Regions from separate parts of the Cyprinus carpio genome. Here region 1 is linked to region 2. The links are chromatin contacts, called in public Hi-C maps. All regions are on one chromosome and are shown on one strand. The core of a region is the stretch at or near the end of the contact, and the rest is flanking DNA. Distances in the headings are between cores, read along the strand shown.

What was found. A called contact is a pair of places that touch in the nucleus more often than the background predicts.
Region 1: a contact with region 2 is called in a Hi-C map of skeletal muscle, with 4 times the contacts expected there. The contact joins the promoter of arrdc3a here to the enhancer-like site in region 2. A contact is called at or near these places in 3 of 8 Hi-C or Micro-C datasets (all in skeletal muscle).

The regions. Positions count from the first base shown.
Region 1 is chrB5:17,007,390-17,012,376 of ASM1834038v1, forward strand. arrdc3a (arrestin domain-containing protein 3a) reads right to left here and starts at 2,700. Exons shown (of 8, transcript XM_019100551.2): 1 at 2,218-2,700. The coding sequence starts at 2,497.
Region 2 is chrB5:16,940,955-16,946,399 of ASM1834038v1, forward strand. The region is part of intron 84 of adgrv1 (adhesion G-protein coupled receptor V1); the gene reads left to right. Among protein-coding and RNA genes, the nearest start is that of arrdc3a, 66 kb to the right of the region's middle. Within about 2 kb of position 3,612, at least 1 of the 8 cell types and tissues checked has an H3K27ac peak or open chromatin away from gene starts, as enhancers often do. A contact at or near this core is called in skeletal muscle, where this site is marked.

The DNA.
Region 1 (4,987 bases), core at 1,450-3,949, 66 kb after region 2:
TAAACACTTTGATAAAACAACAGTTGATTGATTCCCATACACCCCAGCAAATCACGATATGCATCAATATTATGTTTTACCCATGAATTATGAGTGTTTCATCACAGGTGTAATGATTTCACTTTATGCACAGGTGTATTCAGTTTCAGTATTCATTCTGAATGAGAGAGAGAAGTACTCATAAGATCCACTGCAGTTCACGTGAAACCTAAGGTAAATGTGAAACGAAATTCCTATGTTAAATTATTTGTTTGTGTAACACTAAAAAACACCGGCGGCTTTCGTTTTGCCAGCTAAGCACTCAGCTTAGCGGAGCCATGGTAAACAAGCACGGAGCTGTCAATCAAGTGCAGACTCTAGCAAGAGAAGACCGGCCTAAACCGGAGCCGACTGCTTCCCCGTGCCGGGGCGCTCATTACCCGTTCATTGTGCTGCAGCCTCCCACTGAATCTACGCGTGTGCTGCGGCGTGGACCTCAAGAGCATTCTCCCATTCAGCAAAACACGTGAGAGAAATATGCCAAGAAAAGATACCAGAAATCACAAACGACAGAAAACCGACCAGTTTCAATAACAAATCGACTTTTATTGTAACCAATCACTCATACAGAAGCAGCAAAGACAATTAGGTATGACTTAGATTAGAATTTTACATGGGAATGAAATTACAACACGCATGCAACTAACAAGGTCATAACATGCACTATTTGATTTGTAGGTTATACAAAGAGTTTCAACATTAGGCAAATATTGACTAGATTTCCTCTACTAGAAGTCACCTCAGGCTAACAAAAACTTCTCAACAAAAAAAATGCAAATGAATATGTAAAAGTTATTATACACTGTGGATGTATTAATGCCACGTTTACCACTGGGTTAAGCAACCGTTCGCACTTGTCATTTTTAACCCTGTGTTTTGATGCTAACGTTACAGTGTGGAACGATGTGGGGGTGGAACGTTACAGCAAGTTGTTTAGCAACCGACGACCAATAAACTGCCTCGGTGCTTAGCTCATTAAATATTCATGAGCTCCGTGCAGTTGCAGAAACTGTGGGAGCGCTGTACTAGAAAATTAAAAATGTCAAACAACTAACTGCGTTAACTGGAGCGAAAAGATACTGTTTTTTTTTTTTTTTTTTTTTGTGTGCGTTAAGTGACAGTCTTGAGCGGATAAACAAATTATAGAAACTTCTACCGAAGGACCAGCAGTTATCAAAACAGCTCGTGAGAAATTTTCGTCATAAATATGCAAAGAGTTTATAAATGTAAAGTGCGAAACGAGATAACCCACGAATATATTCACTCAGAATTGTAGAAAGGCCATGAGTTAACAATTTCAAGTGTGAAGAGTCCAACAGTCTATGCAACAAAGAAAGCAAAGAGGTTGTCAGTCAGCCTTAACAACTGAATATTGGACCAGTGAATGCATTTAAATTTAGCATAAGTATGTGCATAGGTAGCATACTACAGCCATGGTGCAAAGTTGCTGCTGTTTTTCTCACTTTCCGCAAAAGCATGATGTCATAGAAGACACGTTGACGCTTCCACCAATCAGAGACAAGAACGGCTAGACACTGCATCAAAACAGGATTGAACCGCTTCCCGAACAATGGGTGGAAACTTAAGACATTATGCCGAAAGAGCTATCATCGCTGGTTTTAATATGCTATCTTATATAGAATTCATGGACGTAGTTTTTCCGAAATAAATAAATAGACTGAACACCGAAACGAATCTGGATTTAAGGCTGTAGCATGAGGTGACTCAACTGTGTGCTCACAATTCATTCAAGCTACTGACACCTGAAAGAATCCCGAAGTATAGTCAGAATAGAAAAGAATGTGCTGAATATCACGCATTTAGGTGATTTAAATGAGACAGTCAAAATGCGGCATTCACGACTATTGCCAATTCATTATTTCGAATGAATGATGAGTCTGTCATGTAATGTTCCGTGTGTATATGGTGTATTTTTTGGGGGTTTGATTAAGCCAATCGATTTTAACAAATGAATACATAAATACAATAAAAAAGGAAAAGAAAGATACATGCATGCACACAATAGTGTCTACAGGTCCACCGGTCAACAAGTACTGTGCAGCATCCAAAGTATGTCATGTCATCCTGGACCACTGAGCATCCCACCAGTAACCTTACATTCAACTGCTCTTTTCTGAACAAATCTACACTGAGAGCATGTTTGATCTGTATGCTTACCTCTTTCATGGCCAATAAGGATGTCTCTATGATTCAGATATTCCACTTCTTCTGTATAATTTTGAGTGTAGGCAGTGTTGGATCCAGCATTTCGTGATTCTGTCCAACGAACTTTTGCGAATCCTTTTGCGTGTATTTTAAGTGACTTGACACGAATCTCCCCGGTGACTTCAATAATAACTCTTCCTGAGACGGAGTCCCCGCTGGAGAAAACAGGGACATTGCTGTCATTTAGACAGTCGTAGCTTACAATGAAGCTCTTCACCTTTCCTAGCACCATGGTGGCAAGAAAATAAAATGTACAAAGTTCTGTAGACAAAACAAAATCACAAGGCAAAGTCTATGAAAATAATCTCTTATGAAAAAAAGCCAGAGTTAACACTGGATAGTGTCATTGAGATGCGAGAGCTGAATAACAGCAAAAGATGCTGTTATCGCGTCTCGGTGAAGGCTTGATGGTCTGCAATGAAAGACAGCGAAATTTCGCCACCGGCTCACTTTAAGCGCTGCTCTTGTGAAAAACAAGTTAGTGCGCATGCGCACGGCTGCTAGCCGTCCCCCTTCTTCCGCTTTTTGTGCAGTTCTTTGACCGGGGCTCAGGAGACAAATAACAGAGAACAGCTGAGCAGTGTATTAAAAGAATACGTGGAAGTCTTTTTTTTTTCTTTTTCTTTCTTTCTTTTTTCCACACGTTTAGGTAGAGCCCCACATTAATATCTGAACAGTTTGGTTATAGAGTAACATGTTATATATTAAGTCAATTTGGGCTCTGGGTACTCAGTGGGTATGCACAACAGGAACAAAATATAGCTTTGACGAATTATTCCACCCACCCCAACATATTAGGATTCAGACAATACAATTGATTTTAGCAAAAATGGTTTTAGATGCAGATAAAGAGATCAATATTGCTCAAGGGATGCTGCCATGTTACATTTTGATAAATATGGTGATTTGATGCAAATTGCAGCAGTTTTTATATTATAATAAATGTCACTTGAACTGAGTATTTGTAGGAACCTCCTTTTTAGTATTTTTATTTGATTTTTTTCCAGATATTAGGCCAACTCACTCAGTATCCTTTATTTGCTATAGAGCTACAGTACTGGTTCAGTTCTGAAAACTTATGCGCCACGCAGCGGCTGCACAGACTCTTGCGTCCCTCTGGGTCTTCCTTTAGTCGCGCGCGTGTGAACGAGTTAGGCTGGTTTCTGCTGCCCTCCAGGGGTTTGTTGGAGAACAGTAACTTAACATTTTCCTTTGTGTGCAGTGGAGTTGAAGATGGAGATATTTGTTCAAATTCTCAATTGAATTTACCTAAAGCGAAACAGATACACCCCACCTAGTAAAATGCAGGACGTTTATATACACTCTAAAAAAAAAAGGTGCTAAATAGCACTAAAGGTGGTTCTTTGGCTCGTAATCATAGGGGAACCACTTTAAGTGCCATATAGCACTTATCTTTAAAGGTGCTGTACAGCACCTTTGTCAAATGGTGCTATGTAGAACCATAAGAGGTGCCATAAAGCACCTTGATTGTTTACAATTTCTTCAACAAAAATGGTGCTCAACAGTGATTCTTTGGCTCGTTATAGGGGAACCTCTTTTGGCATTAATGGGACTTAAGCTTTATAGCACATTTGTCAAATGGTGCTTTACAGAACCTTTTTTTTAGGTAGTAGGCCATTATCATGCTATATACTACAATGTTTGAGTCAATATGCTTCTAAATGACGCTTTTATACCAAATCGTGGATTGAAAGATTCAAAATCCTGTACTAAAAGCTTACTGATAAACAAAATACATTACACTTTTAAAATAGTTTAATTCATTTCTTTTAGTTGCAAATATAATCCGTGCTTTTTAACATTAACAACACTGGCTAAAGGAGTTAGAAAAAAATAGAAGGAAAAAAAATAGAAATTGGAATAGGCCCCAGAAAGAGAAAAGAGAGAGAGAGAGAGAGAGAGAGAGAGAGAGAGAGAGAGACTCTATGCACAGATTGAGTTGTACACTCTTTTAATTGTGACAGGAAGTCCGGCTGCATCCTTCATTTTTAAGACAACGCACTCCAGGAAGGTCAGTGTCTTTTTCAGTCCTTTAGGATATTGGATCCCAAACAGAAAATATATACAAAGGATGAGGCCCAGTGCCACTGAGATGTCCTCACTCTCCTCAGTAATGAACCTCAACTTCAAACAGCAACCCCGGGTCCTCCTTAAACAGTGCAGGCAAGAGCAGAATAGCTGCTTCCAACTGTAGTCCTTTAAACAAAACAAGAATTAGGTTAACATAACATGGTGGATGCTTTTATCTAATAAGTTTTCTTTGTTTTTCAATTAATTACTAAGACAGTAATTATTACTACCTTTAATAAACTAGAAATTAGTCTTTATTATTACACAAGACAGATACATGCAGAAATGTATGATCTCAGGCAGATATGGGTGTCAGTCAGTGATACACAGAAAATCTAAGTAGTGCAGATTTAATTACCTTTTTTCAGTCTGCCATCTTCACAGTCATCAACCACACGACTGAACTTCTCCATCAGGGGACTCTGTGAAACTTGAAGGACTTTAGATGCCATTACCGAGAGCTGAGAGAGAATCTGTTGGTCCACATCAACGTTGGTACGGTCTCTCAGATCCCAAAGGAGCTTATATTAAGATGAAGGCAAAGTAGAAAAGACATAGTCATAACTCGTTAGTCATAAGTCATAACTAAGGAGGCAATTAATACACTACTGTACTTACCATTTTGGCCAGT
Region 2 (5,445 bases), core at 2,362-4,861:
AAGTCAACATCAGCAGCAGATTGAGCCTCTGAGATGTTCTGATGATGATTCAAATTGCCACATTCTCTTATTTCTGGAGATCCAGATTAGGGTAATAGTGTGCTTATTATTTTAAAATGTTTACATTTTTTTTTTTAAATATGTTTAAAAATGTAAGTGTTTGTGTGTTCACTATTAATTCATTCATTTATTTGTTCATTTGTTTTATTTATTTATTCATTCATTCATTTTCAGTTCAAATTCACAGAAATTACTGAGAGTGTATGTTTTACAGTGACAAAATATAAAGAAATACTGTAACTGTCCTTTGATATAATGTTTTAAATATTTATTTAAACGGACATATTTTTCTGGCACATGAATAAACAAATTCTGAATTAATTATATCAATTGAATTAAAACAAATAACTTGAGACATATATTTACACTAAATAAGAAAATATTAAAAACACCAGATTATTATTCTGGTGATGTTGCTCTGGTGTAAAGCAGTGCAATTCAGGTTGAGCTTAAGAGAGTAATGCAACTTTTTGCCATGTAAAAAAAAAAAAAAAAAAAAAAAAAAAAAAAAACAACGGTAACAAAATGTTACTTTTTTTTGTTAGTGCAGTCATAACAATTTAACTCACACTAGTATAGTATATGGAAACATAGTCCTCAGAGAAGATGCCAAAAAACATCATCTATCATGCAGTGGAGCTGAGATTGATTTATTCCTCAAAACAGCAACTAATACCACACCTTGAGCCAAATATATATCTTGCTTGTTGCTTGATGACTAACACGTATGCATCCTCCAGACAGGAAACAGCCTAGCCAGCTCTCCCTTCTGAGGGGGAAGGCAGATGGATCCCTGCAATTTTTCCCTTCACATCAACCTACATGTACAAATTTCCATCAGCTGGCGATGATAGTCATTTGAGTGATGAGATAATGTACATCATTGTGCCGTTCTAGCTGTTATTTTCACACGTGATTGTCTTACACAGTACATATGCCCACAGGGCTGGTACTGAGGTTTACCTGTCTGACTGATGTGTGTGGAAATTAGCTCGAGGCCACAGACTGCTTGACTCCTTTATAGTCGGCTCTGGAAAAGGGGGGAGGTGCATCTGTGACTAACACAGTATCTATATATAGTAACACATTTAAAGGCACACCAATGGAGTACAGGACTGGAGTGGCTCTGAGTGCAGCAGACTGCACAAAAATACACTGCAGAGATTATTGCATTTACCTGCTTCTCAGGAATCCTTATAAAATAATTATATATAAAAAAGAGATATTTGTGCTCATTGGAAATATGAACTTTGTAGTGTACATAATCCACTTGCACATATTATATGTTTTAGTAAAGTTTTTTATTTTATTTTTTATGATCATGGAAGCACAGAAGCACATCCAATAATACTTATATTGAGCTTGGAAAAGCTATTTTTAAGCTCAATATGTATACTGCTGCAAGAGTGAATTCATTTTAACTTCGATCAGGTACTCTCTCCAGATATTATGTCTTACAAATCGGCATCTGACACTTGAGACGGAGTCAACAAGTTTATCGTCATTCACACTGTAGTGACATGTGGTCAATTCGCTGCCAACTTGTGTGATGGGACGTCTGAATGGTTATAGAGCGATGTTTGACAGAAGCAAATTAAATGCTTTGTGGCTGCCCAGAGAAATTATGAGTGATTTACCCTACTTTTTTTATTTATTTTTTTCTTGTAAGATAAAATAAAACCACTTTTATAACATTGAGACCACAAGAAAATGAAGTCGTGATCATGAAAGAGTTTTGTATTTGGAATTATGTAGAAGATGTCTCAAGGCCAATAATATACATAAAGCAGACAAGTCATTCACAGAGTCACTGGTGTTGTTTTATATTGATTTGTCCTTCAATAAATGCTTTTTAACCAAAGAAGCTTAGTGCACATGTTGAAGTAGCTTTTACGTTGCAACTCCTGGCTGGGCTGTCATTCTCACTTCAACATGCATTGGTACCGAGTCTGTCAGTCAAGACATAATGTTTTTAATGCATGGTGTGTGACTGTTTTAAGCTCAGTGTCTTCCTCCAGGTAGAGTACGTAACTGTGGAGGCTCCAAGCTGTGAATTAGCTGCAAAAAATGTTGTTTACATTTGAATTCCCAGCCGCTTTCTTACCATGGCAACTTTAATGTTTGAATGTTTGAATATTTGAATATTTAGTTTCAATTATTTAAACTGGTAGCATGATGAAACAAGTGCAAAAACAAATACATTTAATTTATATAATTTTTTACAATTCTTTTTAAAATCTCTGCAAAAAAACATTTAAACACCCTTTAAAAATGATACATTTATCTGAATGTAACTGTATATCTAGATATTAAGATTTTTGCTTTCCAGATCATTTACATTTGAATCTAGATGTATTTTTTGTCTTGTTCCATAGATGTTGGTAGATAAATTGTACATAATCACACATTATACATCCATCATAAAACCAAACAAGGAAGCAAACCAAACAAACCACAATTGAGAATGTCTGTCTTCTTGGGCATTAATTCACATAAGACAGTGGCGTTGTAGGACTGTCTGGCACTAATCCTGCATTGTCATTAGAAAGCTGATAATACTGTGAGTGACTCATCAGTCTCTATAAAAACAGCCCTGACACAGCCCTGTTTCTTTGCCTTATTGGGAACCAACTGACCTTAGAGAGAAAAAATAATGTGTCATTCAGTCCTTGACCTGACATAGTACTTAATATTAAAATCTGCTTTCTTTGTCATAAAACATATATATATATATATATATATATATATATATATATATATGTGTGTGTATGTGTGTGTGTGTGTGTGTGTGTTAGATTGTGTTTTGTTAGATTGTGTTTTGTTACATTGACAGATTTAACACTTTCCCATAAACCTCATTTTCTAACATCCATGTTTTTTCACTGCTTCTTTATTATAAATGTACCAGTAAGTCAAGGTGTGAATTAAATAGATTACAAAGGCTATGAACAGGTGTGGGTTTTATTTTTAACTTATGATGAAATAAGCTCATGAACTGTCCTTTACGCATGTACTGTTTGCACCCATATTGTTTATGGTACAGCGCAGTGCAGTACATCCGTCCTATAAACACAACGCATATCAGATTGTATGGTCTATTTTCTGCCACTCCCTGGTATGGGTTTGAGTGATTGCACTGAAAGGATAAGCAGATCTATATTATCAAGTGCATCTGGTCTTGAGGGCTGTCTCCAGGCCAGACAGGTCCCAGACACAGAGTCCTCTGATCTCCACTGTGGCTCTCTATCACCCTTCTCCAATCTCAAGCCCCTGAATGAACCGCTGTCCCCTAACCAGTTTTGGTTATGTCATCAGAGGCCATGCGTTTCACATGACAGGGGTGCTGATGTCTTATTAATCAGGAACTGTTAAGCCAGAGCCATGTTGCCTTTATTTATACACGTTTCAGCAGGATAAATGGTCGACTAGTAATATAAAGCCCGTTGTGGATTGATGTATGAACTGAATGGGTTGTTCATGATGAACTGAGTTAGCTGCTACTTTTAGCTTCAGGAGTCTTTCTGGATGTCTCTTTTGTTACAAAAGGCAGCTGGATCAATTGTGGAGCAGAGAAACATCCAGAAAGGTTTTTAGAGGAGGGGGATGGCGCCCCTGCCATCAGCAGCTAATGTTACGGATGTGATCGTCTGAGTGGGTGTGTGTGAGCAGATCATATTGAATGGGAACCCGATCGCATCTCCTCCCTGTTTACTCACCCGGGTGTGTGCCCCAGGGACGACTGGGGCGACTGTAATGAGTTTCTAGTTTGAATGTGATTGAGTATTTTTACTGTGACACAGAAGAAGTGTTGTAGGAAAAAAATAAGACTTTGCTAAACCCTGCCAATCCCAGTAACTGTTTCCATACATACATTTTTTTAAGGCTATGAAGGATATGTGTGTCTAAATAGAGAATATATATATATATATATAGTAATTTTATATGACCCATTTTGTACATTTTTAACTAATTCAAAATAATTTCTCTATTTAGACACACATGTCCACACGTAAAAAAATCAAGTTATGTGATCAAGTTAATGTGTCCTTGCTGAAGAAAAAATATTATTTCTTTCAAAAAATAGAAAAGCATAATAACCCCAAATATTTGATGTTTGCACAGGCTCATTTTCTTATGAAAATCTCCTTATTCCTGTTCAGTAGTAAATGTAAATATCACACAGGCCCCAAAAGGATTTGTATTAACCTCAAAAATAACCCTTAATATTGTAAAATGTATAACTAAAATGATGACAGACTATGAATGAATATGTTTGAGCGAAAAAGTCTTTGTCTGAGTTTTGTTTATGAGATTATTCCATGACCCTGCTAACTAACACACATACAGTACTGAGCTTTTTGTTTTTTTTGGCAGCATTACCACATTTCCACGCCAGAATCACGCTTCCCAGCATGTACCTGATGGACACTGCACATTGCAGACGTCCCTGTCCTCTTTTCCTTCCTGCGCTGACACCTCCCTCTCACACCACTCGCTGTCCTCTTGACTTTTATCCCAACAGTACCTCATTTAATGTCATCCTGTATATAATGACTCCACATTTCCCTTCACTCAGCAGCCAGGATGGGTTTTCCACAGGCACAGTTTCCCCTTAATTTGGGTTTCCCAACAGGGACAAAAACATGTTGTTTGTATTGAAAGGGTCACAGTATTCATGGACTGGACCGTTACTTCCACATGCCAGTTTTTTTGTTTTTTTGTTTGTTTTTGTTTTTCATTTTATGTCCACAAATACAGTCCTAAGAGGTCACAGACAAGGTGAAACTACCCAGTTGTTTTTGTTTGAAAAGTTTTGCACTGCTCCTGAAGTGTACTTTGGCCCTTGGACTTGGATTATATCTTGTCAGCTGTCAGAATATGTAATCATGCATAATATATACTGTATATCATGTGTCCAAATGTCTTCATTTCAGAAATTAAAATTTTGGAAAAAAGCAAGATTTAAAGAAAATATAATGTAATATGTATGTAAAATTGTTATTTTTGAAATTAAAATGTTACAATTTACAATGAAGCTATCTGCTTAAACACTCAGTACACACACACACACACACACACACACACACACACACACACACACACACACACAATGATTTCTCAGCTGATACTCTTTTGGCTGTCCATTCTGCAGTGTGATGTAACAGTCCTCTAGACACCCGGTCAAGACCTGGCAGTGTCAGCTCTTCAAATATTTATCAAAAATATTATAAGTTTAAATGATTTAGGAACAGTCGTAGACATTTGAGATGCTCTTTTGGGACTCAGTGATAGAACTGAATGCTGAGAGTCATCTTAATGTGTGATTTCTGCTGAGTTCATGAGGACTCCAGGACCTCTGCTGATGTATCTGTCATTCTGTGTTTC